2 separate regions of the Mus musculus genome follow, and region 1 is linked to region 2. The links are chromatin contacts, called in public Hi-C maps. All regions are on one chromosome and are shown on one strand. Each heading gives the region's core, a stretch centred on a gene start, on an enhancer-like site or on the middle of the called end of the contact. The rest is flanking DNA. Distances are from core to core; before and after follow the strand shown.

Evidence for each region. A called contact is a pair of places that touch in the nucleus more often than the background predicts.
Region 1: a contact with region 2 is called in a Hi-C map of CD8 T cells, with 4 times the contacts expected there. The contact joins two enhancer-like sites. A contact is called at or near these places in 2 of 39 promoter capture datasets (both in the C10 cell line), 1 of 484 Hi-C or Micro-C datasets (CD8 T cells) and 1 of 115 datasets of contacts at active chromatin or transcription factors (microglia).

What each region holds. Positions count from the first base shown.
Region 1 is chr2:75,820,813-75,827,379 of GRCm38.p6, reverse strand. All of the region lies in intron 1 of Gm34861 (a long non-coding RNA gene), which reads left to right. Among named protein-coding and RNA genes, the nearest start is that of Agps, 8.1 kb to the left of the region's middle. Within about 2 kb of position 3,434, at least 102 of the 459 cell types and tissues checked have an H3K27ac peak or open chromatin away from gene starts, as enhancers often do. A contact at or near this core is called in CD8 T cells, where this site is marked.
Region 2 is chr2:75,466,780-75,472,813 of GRCm38.p6, reverse strand. It overlaps Gm50595, which reads left to right. Exons shown (of 7, transcript XM_017319380.1): 4 at 2,190-2,401; 5 at 3,598-3,658. Among named protein-coding and RNA genes, the nearest start is that of 9430019J16Rik, 26 kb to the right of the region's middle. Within about 2 kb of position 2,268, at least 96 of the 459 cell types and tissues checked have an H3K27ac peak or open chromatin away from gene starts, as enhancers often do. A contact at or near this core is called in CD8 T cells, where this site is marked.

The sequences.
Region 1 (6,567 bases), core at 2,185-4,684, 350 kb before region 2:
CCAAATTTATAAATTATTTAACACCAGTAGAGTAATACAATCTTTATCCTGGATGATTCAAACCTTGATGTAACTAAACTGATGAGCCAGTAGAAAAACCACTTAACATGTACTTGAGACCGTATACTCTCATGAAAATATACAGGTAGCCAAGCAGTTGTGAAACATGTACATAATTTACTATGAAGGGCTGTGACACACAAGAGTGTCTCCTATATGGCACAATCAGGTTAGTTAAGAGCCAGGATCTATGTGGAGAATAAAAACACTGTGACAGTGCTGGACGCAGGTGACCTCAATGATGAGTTCCCACTACAAAATCCCCTTACAGAAGAATGTTCCAGGCATAGTGACCTGAAATTTATTTCATGTTTCGAAGAGGAGTGGGTGTTTCCCATGAAGCCTGGTCCACTGAGATGCTTCTGATACCACAGAAAACAAAGCCTCACATTTAGGAAAGCCATATCAGGGGAATCCACTCCTTTGGGTCCTGGGACATCCAGCCTCAATGATAACTTGGAACCCAGTAGAAAGAAACTTACACACAGAGAAACAATGGTAGACCCTGATGCATGGAAGAAGGAGAGCTCCTGCCCTTGAATTAGAGCATTTCTTTTAAGTGAAGGCACTAGAACATTCTAATAAGATTAACTTCTGAAACATATATCAAATTATTTTCTGTGCTTATTTTCATTACTGGTCTTCAGGGATGCTCAGTATCTCTGAGCATAGAAAGAGAGGCGTTTGTGCCTTCTATATTGTGAAATATAATACAGAGAATGGAAGCACAAATTATCACAAACCAAGCACCACCAAGCACTGTCCCATAGGCCAAAAAACATTACTAGCAAACGAGAAAGTTTTCCTATGAACTCTCTGCTTGCTTCACCCACCTACTTGCCAAGGTAGCCACTGTCCTGAGTTTTATGATAAGCACCCCCTTGGAGTTCTTTATGGTGCTTATCAACCAGGCATGAGGCTTTTGCCTGGCTTTGTTTTGCTTTTATTTCAATGCAATTGCTTATATGATTGCATGTGTGAAATTGGTTCTACAACTAATGGATATGTAAGGTGCTTCCAGTTTGATACTACTAAGATTATTGTGAATATTTGTATATATGTCTCTAAGAGAATATACAAATTTCTGCTAAGGACGTACAGGAGTGTGTGATTGTAAGTCATAAAGTATGTTCCAAAGGAAGTGTACAAAATGTGTTGTAATAAAACACTCCCAATGCCACAATGTTTACCGTTCATATCTTAAAACTTTTTGACCACTGGGACACCTTATAAAGTATCCACTCTCATAAAGTATGTCACTCTTAACAGTTGAGACCCTTGTCCTCGTTTGCTTCCTATTGTCAAGATATACCCCGTGATCAGAAGTAACTTGGAAGAAAAAGACTTATTATGTCTTGCAAGTCCATCGTCAAGAGAAGCCAGGGCAAGAACTCAAGCTGAAACCTGGAGGCAGGAGCTGAGGCCAAGACTATAGACAGAGTCCTGCTTACTGGTTTGCTCCTGTGATTTGATCAGTTTGCTTTCTTATCTGCCTCAGGGCCATGTGCCCTGGAAAGGCACCTCCCACAGTTAAGCTTGGCTCTCCCACATCAATCAACCACTAAGAAAAAGCTTGACAGACATACCCACAGGCTAATCTGATACAGGCAGTTCCTCCACTGATGTTATCTCTTCCTTAATGACTCCAGTTTGGGTCAAGTTGACAAAAATAAAATAAAATAAAATAAAATAAAATAAAATAAAATAAAATAAAATATAAAAATAAAATAAAAATAAAAACTCAACAACAAAAAAACCTAACCAGCACAAACCTCAAGTTTTCTACTGAAGGCTGTTTCTTCCTAAGTACCTTTCTGTATACCATATAAGAAATTAAAACTGGGGCTGGTGAGATGACTCAGTGGTTAAAAGCACTGGCCGCTCTTCCAGAGGTCATGAGTTCAATTCCCAGCAACCACGTGGTGGCTCACAACCATCTCTAGGGGGATATGATTCCATCTTCAGGCAGGCAGATATATATGAAACAGAGCACTCATCCATTAAATAAATAAATTTGAAAAAAATTTTAAAAAGAAAGAAATTAAAACTGAAAAGAATTCAGAATATTTCTTTTTCTTTACACATACTCTAAGAAGCATGAAAATAAAATAAGGTCTATTTTCCAGAATAAAAGCTTGAGAAGAACGTCCCTTCCTTTTGTGTTTCTATAAGTCTTACCAGTACTGACTTAATGGACAGCTAAGATTAATGAGCTTCCCAAGTCTGCTTCTGAATTCTCTGAGGAGGTCTCCCATGACCTGTGTCCTCTGGGAAACTTCCCTTTGCACTCATGAGAGAATGAGAGTTAAAAAGGCTAGTGCCTCAGCTGACCCCCTCAAACGATTTCTAGAATTCACGGGGGCTTCTACACCTCATCTTGAGGGCTACAGCCCTAAATATTTACTTAGTTGTCTGTGAAGCACTCACTGAGAAAGTCTAGACAAAATGCATTCCAAAAGCAATTAATGATATTGTCACAAGAAATACTATGTAAGAGTCTAATTCTCCCCTGCCTCGGACATGCAACAAATTTTGTGTGTTCTTTTTGCCATTAAAAAAAAAAAAAGGGAAAAAAAATATATACACTATTAATAAAACAAAGTTGTCAAAAATATTTAAGGCATAATGGCATAATATATTTTGATTGATACATGGAGGATTTTTCAATTTCACATAATCAAATTTTGAAACTTATTCCTACAAATTTTGAGACCCAGTCCATGGATAACCAGAAACATTATTGTGGGGCAGCTGAACTCAGTGTGACTTTTGTGATAAAGTAGGATTTGTTTGCTTGTATGATCAGACTCTCTCCCACTTTATAGACTCATAAAGTTCTTTTTACTGCTGCATTTAGATCCGTGGTAACTAGTTAAAGAGATCAGTTACTACTAAAGTAGTTTCTACTGCTATAGACAGCATGTCTCGCTAGTCCCTTATTCACAGATCCCAGCATTTGACCTTCATCCTTCCGGGTCGCTGGACTCTCTTCTTCTGAAGTGTGTTGTGGCCAACAACATTCAAGTACCAGGGACAAGTGATATTCTCAAAGACGGGTCGATGTGCTCCTAATGCCAGTGGAAATTGTTTTTCCTATTGATTAAAAACCTCCTTTCAAAGAGGTGAGGCAGTTCCTTGTGAGCTAGGACAGCACTAACACAGAGAGCCAAGCTGTAACAAGTCATTGCTCTCCAGGAACCTGTAATGCCCGAGATCCCACAGAGATGTTCCATGCTTTAAGCCTACAGACTCTGAGAAATTCTTAGTCTATATTCGGGAGAATTTGCAGAGGGAAGTAATCAGCCTTCTTAGTTCTAACAAACTGGCCACCTGCTTACTCACCACTTCCTGCCTTTTCCTTCCTAAAACGGAAGCTGACTTTGCTCTCCACAGACTCCGGCTGTGCTGTAAGAAAGCTTCTGTGAGCATACTGGGGTACACATGTACTGGGGTACACATGCCCCTCGGGTCCCTCTTACATTTACCCTCACAAAGTCTAAGAAGTTTTCCCTTCAGTGTAACTACTCCAGCCACAAACAACCACACCCTTCCAAGCTCAGATGTGAACGCTGTTTAAATCCTCGTTGGAAGTGACCTGGGCAGTATCCGCACTCGGCCTCAGAGTCTGATCCCCAGAGTCAGAGCAGAGCAAGCATCTGCTTTCGAAATGTATTTTAAAAAATATTGACATTCTACATTTGTTGTTTTGTTTGTTTGTTTGTTTGTTTTAACCAAAGATACATGCTGGTTTCTTCATGGTCTTCATTTCTATCCTCATTTTTAACACCTGTTGCTTTCTTCTTCTTCTTCTTCTTCTTCTTCTTCTTCTTCTTCTTCTTCTTCTTCTTCTTCTTCTTCTTCTTCTTCTTCTTCTTCTTCTTCTTCGTCTTCCTCTTCCTCTTCCTCTTCCTCTTCCTCTTCTTCTTCTTCTTCCTGATAGACTCATCATTTTCTTTTCTGTTTTTCAACTGAGGTCAGTGAAGCAAAGAATCAGTACAGTGAGCCAAGTGACAGTGTCTGGGAAGAGCAAGGACCAAGGCTAGAAAGTCTCTCTAGGAGAAGCCACGGCAGGAAACCCTGATTTGCATCTGTCCCCAAATAGAGTCCAGCATAGAAGGGACCATAGAGAGCCAGACTGCCAGACAAGAATATGAGAGTGCGCGTTGGGATGCCAACAAGTTGTACCACAAAGTATTCTGAGTATGGTCTTGAGTATCCTTGGTCTGGCATCTTTTATACAAATACTGGAGAGTTTGAAAGTGTTGAATACCAAATTTTTATCTCTGCTTTAAGGCATTCAATTGCCATGGCCTATCATCACACGGGTTTTCTTCAATAGAAATGCTGAATCTGCTGGGTAAAAAGTAAATATTCCGATTTGTATGTATGCTGTGTCAAAGAGGAAATTTTAATTCACATAACAGAAATTTTGATCCAAACTATCTCTAATGCTCCGTTTTGGTGAGTACATACACGTTTTAAAACTTGAACCACGGACCTCCATGGAGAAGCCACCCAGCCTGGATGACTAGTAGGCGCAAGGCTGGACAGCAAGCTAGAAGAAACTGTAAACCCAAGACTGCTGCAGCAGTTAAATACCTCACAGCAGGAACACCATTTTCCCATTCTCATCTCACCTGCAGGCCTCTAGGATCTCACAGGCATTTACAGCAAAGGTCTAGGGCCCTTGAGGGATGCCTAGTACCATATTAAGTTTCTTCAGCCAAGGCCTATGGGTGTGTTGTGGGGAGGGAGGTATAAGTGTGTGTAAATTATTACTCGGGCCTGAGCATCCTGAGAGAATTGTCAATAACTGACTAGGATAGAGCAGGCAGTAATGTCATTAGGTTAGGGCTGGCTGTCACAAGACAGAAAACAAAAAGTAGAGTTATATAAAAAGATGACAAAGGGAAGGTGTCTGATTTCATACTAGACAGTGGACACATGAAGAAACTGTCCCTATGCCATAATCTTCAAAGAGGAGTTTGCACCATCAGCTGAAGAGCTATGCTCTGACGATCATGGAGACGAAATCCAAAAAGGTTGAGGAGAAGTGGAACGAGCTGGCTCGGAAACAGGAGGAGGAGGCAGCCCAGAAGCGACCCGTGGAGGTGAACTTTGCCAATGACTCCAGGGACAAATATAGCCATCTCACTGGCAGAAGAGCAGCCAAGGACGCAGCCCACGTGCTACAGGCTAGCCGTGGCTGTGTACCCGTGACGAACAAACAGGACACAGTCCACAGAAGAGAATATGTATGAAGTTGGAGCCAGTAAACACTGTGGCAGAATGGCAGAGTTGCCAGCCACCCTCTAGGCATCCCACCCCACTCCCTCCGACCCTCCAGCAAGGTCGGGGCATGGAAGGGCAAAGATGCTACTATCAAGACCCATCCTGGAGCCCCATTTCCAAACTATGAGGTCCTATCAGCTGTTATTTGGACTGGAGAAGAACTGGTTGTTTATCACTGTTGCAGTTTGGACATTGTGTGTGTGCGGGTGTGTGGGTGTGTGGGTGGGTGTGAATATGTGGGTGTGAATATGTGGGTGTGTATTTATATTATTCCCTATTATTCTTGGAACTTTCTTCCTCCTTGGAGCTGGGGTTACTTTACATTGAATAAACACTGTTTGGCCCTGGGGAGGGAGAACTCATCCACGTAACCACGCTGAAGTTAGGGAAGGTTGCCTGTGGTAGGAGGGTCACAGGATGAACCTCCTGAGAGCAGGGGACAGGTTGGTGGAAGGTGAACATCAAGATGCTTCCGACAGAGAAGCCAGACACCACCTGGAAGAGCATGATGCCAGATGTTGAGGGACAATGAAGAGGCCTGGGCTTAGAAGAGCGAAGGGATGCTCTGTGAATAAAGGAGTGCTGGGTCTACTCCAACCCAGCAGGGCACAGTCTTCAGGAAAGTCGGCCCAGTCGGAATGGCGACCCACTGACCTTGCATATTTGCACCTCAGTCTGCCTTTGCAGTGGTGGGAAGCAAAAGGCGACCATAACTTTCTAAAGACAACACCATCATTCAGTGGCTTGGATCAATCTATCCGATCTTAAAATGCCCGGGATAGTTTTGCCCTTACTTTCCAATCCAGATTTCAGAATATAAATTCATGATGTTACTGTGAGGAAAAAAAAGTTGGAAAACTAAGGTTTTTTTGTTTTGTTTTGTTTTGTTTTTTGTTTTGTTTTTTTGTTTTCCTTTAAAATTATTTCTATTTATTAAGAGTCCAGGATTTTTTTATTACATATTTTCCTCAATTACATTTCCAATGCTATCCCAAAAGTCCCCCATACCTTCCCCCCCACTTCCCTACCCACTCATTTCCCATTTTTTTTTGGCCCTGGCGTTCCCCTGTACTGGGGCATATACAGTTTGCGTGTCCAATGGGCCTCTCTTTCCAGTGATGGCCAACTAGGCCATCTTTTGATACATATGCAGCTAGAGTCAAGAGCTCCGGGGTACTGGTTAGTTCATAATGTTGATCCACCTATAGGGTTGCA
Region 2 (6,034 bases), core at 1,019-3,518:
CTGTGAAAGCTGGCCCCGGGATCCATCTTCATAGGCCGGAAATAGAAAAGTGAAACCGACTAATCCATCAGGTCGAATTTCTAGCAGCCCAGTTTGCTTGCGAGAATCATTTTTGGCTTGGACATTTTAACCAGGAAACATAACATTTCTCTATCCTATTAATACCAGCTGTGGGTAGTTGGTCAGCATTGATATTCACTGCCAGATGTTAGCTGAAACCTCAAAAAAAAAAAAAAAACTCCTTTAAAGTAAGTTGTAATGCCAACATTTTATAAACCTGAGACCATGTGTTTTATTATTTTTCTAGACCTGCATTCCTGAGAATAATTTCAATTATGAAACCTTATGATTTGAAGACACATATTTGTTTATGCAGATAGTAAGTGTATGTGGAAACATTATAGATAGTATCTAGTATCCATACATCCCTTTAATTACTATGAACTTAGCCATGTAAGTGGGTGAATGGGTGATGTCCTGACCTCACACATTGCTACTACTTTCTTGATCATTTTGGATCCTTCCAATGGAGTCAATCATGCCCATTGCTTGGCTTTAGTTAGAATCAATAATGAATGACTTTGTATTGTCATGTTTTGACCATTGGTGCAATTCAACTTAAATGATGGAGGCCCAAAGGCCCGTCTTGCTTTTCTTATATACCTATTTTTGTTGTTTGCTTGTTTGTTTTGAGACAAGAGTTTCTCTCAGTAGCTCTGGCTGTCCTGGAACTCACTCCGTAGATCAGGCTGGCCTTGAACTCAGAGATTCACTTGTTTCTGCCTCCTGAGTCCTGGGTATGAAGGTGAATGTCATCATTGCCTGGTTATTTACTTATTCTTTTAAAACCATTTTAGAGATTAAAATATAATTAATTCACTTCCCCTTTCTTTTTCCTCCCTCGAATTCCTCTCTATACACCTATTCTTAAAATGGTAAAAGATCTCTCTAGAAATGGGAAGTCCTCTTAGTGGGACTGAGCAGGCTGCCTTTAGACCAATTGTCAGACATGTTCACAAGGGCAAATGCTTCAGGAAATCAGAGTCCTACCATGTCCAGGGAGAGGAATTCTCAAAATCTTTGCTGCTGGAGCCACTGGGCATTTGTGAATCACCCGCTCAGTGGCTGCCAACCAGGGACTCCCACCTCAGCTGGGCACTGGGACTTTCAGCGTAAGAATTGCTGATCCCTAATGCTGAAGATTCTGAACTAGTCCTTTTGGGCTGGCATTTGAGCAGCAAATTCTCTCTCTCTCGATCTCTCTCTTTTTTTTCTGTCTGAGGCATGGTCTGGCTCTATAGCTGAAGCTGGCCTTGAACTTGTGTTCTTCGTGCATCAGCTTCCTGTGTGCTGGGATTCCAGCCCATGCTATCACACACTGCTGCCTTTGCATTTTTAAAAGATTTGTGCATGATTATTTTGGTATTTAGAGAGAGTTAAGAATAATTGTCTCGTGTAGTTTGAAGGCAAGCTTATAATAGTGCATCAAGTAGGAGACTACAGTGAGGGGGGCACTCAGCATTGCTCAGATAAACATGTCTTATTTCAAGACATGAACAGGTTTCTTCTCTCATTTTCTTCCCCTCCCTCCCTCCCTCCCTCCCTCCCTCCCTCCCTCCCTCCCTCCCTCCCTCCCTCCCTCCCTCCCTCCCTCCCTCTCTCCCTTCCTCCTTTCTTTTTTTTTACTTTTTGGAGGGAGGAGGCAGGGCCACACTATATAGGTTTAAATGGCCTGGAATTTGCTATGTAGATCTGGCTGGCCTCAAAACTCACAGAGATCCATCCGCCTCTGTCTGCTGAGTGCTGGGATTAAAGGTGAACATTACCACTGCCAGTCCGAAGCCTTTTCCTTCTCAGAAGCCCCCGGTCCCTTCCTGAACGACATGTAAACACTGTGTGGACCCTGTTTTCATCACATCCCAGGAAACCGCAGCACTCTAACCCCACCACTTCTAGGGCAGAGTCCCACACCAGAAGCCACAGTGCTTCCCCTGAGAGACCGGTTTTCTTTATGGGACACAGCCTTCAGTGAGGTGAAGAGATGCGGGGGCACAATAGGCAACATACGGGGTGGGGGTGTGAACAGAAATCAGCAACTCAGAACCAGATAGACTGATTTCGTGGGGGAATGTGGGCCCTGGTGAGCCTTATGATTTTTCTCAACCAGCACCCCGTTTCCGTTTCTGCAGCTCCCCACAACCACAGCTCTGAGCAGCGTGGGAAGACAAAGACAGCTGTGCCCGCTGGCGGCCTCAGATGTTCCCACAGCAGCGCTACACTGCAGGGTCCCCAGGGTCATCAAATATGCAGAAGGATGTTGGAGTCCTTTGTATCACAGCCAGAAATGCCATGTGCTCGGCGTTGGATCGCACTGGGCTCTTGTTCCTGCCAGTAGAAGATTGTGAGAAAGGGGAAATGGCTCTTTTATCAAACTGTATGCTGATAGCAGATTACGGGTGTCTTTGTGAGCTATAGAATGACAGATTTTCCAGGTTCTTGTTCAAGAAAAATGGCTAACTGAGAACTGTACTGGAATAAGAGCCCGACCATTCCAGAAGAAAATCACTGTCCTTAGTTCTCACTGAAATCCATTTTTAAAGGCTACAGCCTGCCTGTCCTCCTTGAGAAGAGCCAGCCTCAGCCTGCACCGCAAAGCCTGTTGGGTAGTTAGCTGCTTTTAGTTGATTAGCTCGGGAAAACTAGAGCTACCTTGAAACTCCCTGGTGGCTGGGGATGCCGGGAAATGCCACTGGGTGAAAGAGCACATGGCCACACAGCAGATGCCTCCTCCATTTCCCTTCAGACGTGAGACTTCTTGCAGTGGGAGATATACAGCTTTCATAACTGAGAACTAGAATATCCAACTTGGGTGACATTTTTTTCCTCTTCTATTTAAGCTGTTTTTCTTTTCTTTTTTATTTTAAAGATTTATTTATTATATGTAAGTACACTGTAGTTGTCTTCAGATACACCAGAAGAGGGCATCAGATCTCATTACGGGTGGTTGTGAGCCACCATGTGATTGCTGGGATTTGAACTTCGGACCTTCGGAAGAGCAGTCGGGTGCCCTTACCCACTGAGCCATCTCACCAGCCCCAAGTTGTTTTTCTTAACACAGCTAAGAGTACTGTGTTTTCGGAGTTTTGTCTTTTCTGAATGACTGGGAAGATTAACAGGAGCTTAATATTATTTCACTGGTCAGTGTTGGCCAATGGGAAGAGTAAGTGGGTTTCTATACCAGCAGCCCTTGGTCCAGTTTAAGCAAACATTTCCTAAGTGACAGGGATGAGAGAATAGAAATTTGTTCAATAAATTTGCCAATGAAAAAGTAGGGCATGGTAGTTTGCCTCTTATTAGAGCTGGTATTAAACGGTGTAAGTAAAACGGAAGAAGAGGAGGAAAAGAGGAAGGAACAACAACAACAACAGATACATGGAAACTGTGAAAGTTTAGAAGGCTGGTTATGTGTAGTACTAGGGCAAACATCACAGCACAAGCCGGGACCTGTTATTTACAACACACCTTAAGATATAACAAATTGTGATCAAGATCCATGTCTTGGAACAAACAGGTCATCAGCTGTCTTTTTCACACTAGGTCAACGGAACATGTCCTCTGCACAGGAGGTGGTAAAAATGGAGCCCTCTATGATTCTGAGGTGGGTCGCTGCTTTCATTAACTCTAGGCTGTAGCCTCGATGGTTGCTGGCCTGAAAGGCAGGCTGAGTACATGTGTGGATTTAGACTGAGGACATCCACAAGGCTCCCACGGAGGGAGAGATTCCGACTCTAACGAGCTGAGCGACCTTGACCCAGCCCTTCAGCATCGAGGGCCTTCCTTTTTTCAGCCAGGAAACAGATCTCCTCAGGGAGTAATGAGAAACTGAACTGTTCTCAGTGTCTGAGAAGATGTAAAGAAACCATGTTAGTTTCTAATAAGACTATTTCTTAAAAAAAAAGAAGTTCATGTAGTGGGCAAAGCTCTTTCTCATTATTTCGTTTTAAGTAACGTTAGGTCTATGAGTTGTACCCAGCATTAGGTCTCACTGGGAGGTTCCTGTGTGTGTGTGTGTGTGTGTGTGTGTGTGTGTGCTTTGCTTGGTCTCATACTTTGTCTCCTCCCCCCACTCTCACTCTCCTTAACCCATCCTATCCCCACCATGACCATTCCACAAATGTCAGACTTTTATTTTCAGGACGTGTCTGTTTATTTCTTTTCTTTTCAGAGTCCACATATTAGAGACAATGCTATTTATTCTATGTCAGGCCAAGTTTGCTCTGGATAATTTCTGGTTCCACCTCTTTCCCTGCAACAGTGTGATTTCATTCTCTGTGGCTAAGCAAACTCTGCTGTTGCGTGTGCCAGATTTTCTTCATTTGTTCATCTGTTCCTGACACCTAGGGTGGCTTCATATTTTGGTTATCATGAATAGAGCCTGCAGTAAGCATGGATGGGCAGGCATCTCTTTTATATACCAAGCTCATTTCCTGGGATATATGTGTTCTGTTTTTAGGTTTTTGAGGAACCACCATAATGGTTTCCATAGTAGCTGCGCTAACTAATATTCTTTTTTTAAAATTCATTTATTTATTTTATGTATATGAGTACACTGTAGCTGTCTTTAGACACACCAGAAGAGGGCATCAGTTCTCATTATGGGTGGTTGTGAGCCACCATGTGGTTGCTGGGAATTGAACTCAGGACCTACAAGAGCAGTCAGTGCTCTTACCTGCTGAGCCATCTCGCCATCCCTAATTAATATTCTTACCAGCAATGTTTAGTTCTTCCTCTACAACATCACAAGCATTGTTATTTTTAGTGAGTAGAGTCCTATAAAAACATAAATATACATAAGAAAAAAATACTTTTTAGTCAAGAGTTGGGAAATGCTCCAGACTCTGGATTAAGCCACAACATGGCCCTGAGCTCCAAATACAACTGAGAACCCCCAAACAGCTGTTTGCTCTGAACTGAGAGTGGAGAACACCTGCCGGCAGACAGGGTTCAGCCTCAAGGAAGCGAGGTTCTCACTATTAGCTCTTGGCCAGCTGCTATCAATGCATTGACTTATCTAATCCTCAAACCTGTGCAAGGTGGTGGGGAGGTGGTCAATATCCACCTTGGGGAAGAGGAATCTGAAACACAAAGGTAACACTGATTAAACTCATTATGCGGTGGGGCATGACTAATGGTCTGGGTTACAATGATTTGGAGTCCCAGCTGATGTGGCCATTGATTCCACAGTAATGAGAAAGGTAGATAAGGAGAGCAACTCTAGGCTTCTTTTATTCTCCAAGGATGAGATCAGCGGCTCTGGACTAAGGAATCTTGTTCCTGGAAGCCCTCTAGAAATGAGCACCTATGTGATCTTGCTTAAGCCGTTCTATCTTGTTTTTAAAGATAGGTTTTGTTTTCAGCTGGGTGCATGTGCGTATCTGTGTGGGGGTCTGTGTGCATGAGTGCAGGTGTCTGTAGATGCTGGGAGGTGTAAGATCCCCTTGGAGCTCCAGCTACAGGTGGTTGTGAGCTGCTTGGTGTGGGTTTTTGGAACCAAACTCTGGTCCTCTGAAAGATCAGGCATGCTATTAACTCTTGCTGCCTCTCTAGCCTCTTCCTCCGTCTTGAGTGATAACCCCCACATCTGTAAAATGAGGTTGTATTCCTGCTCCTGATAGAACAGAGAGGATACTGAATAGTGATTGATCTGCAAGTGCTAGAGTCACGTGGAAGGTTGAAGGAGGGCGTCTCACCTTCAGTGACACCTCAGTGACAACAGCTATCTGTTTAACAAGCATCCACTGTGTAGAGGTGAAGAGGTGAAGAGACATAAAAGTCCTATGTTAATCCTTATGATCTGTATTGTGACTTGCCTGTTCTATTCTTTCCTCGGGTGTTCTTGACATATAATAATATCTCTAAAAGAATAAATTGTTTGTCTGTGTACATACACATGTGCATGTGTGGGTATGTCTGGCTGTGCACAAACATGGAGGCCAGAAAACAACACTGGATGTTTTATCTCTGTCATTCTCTG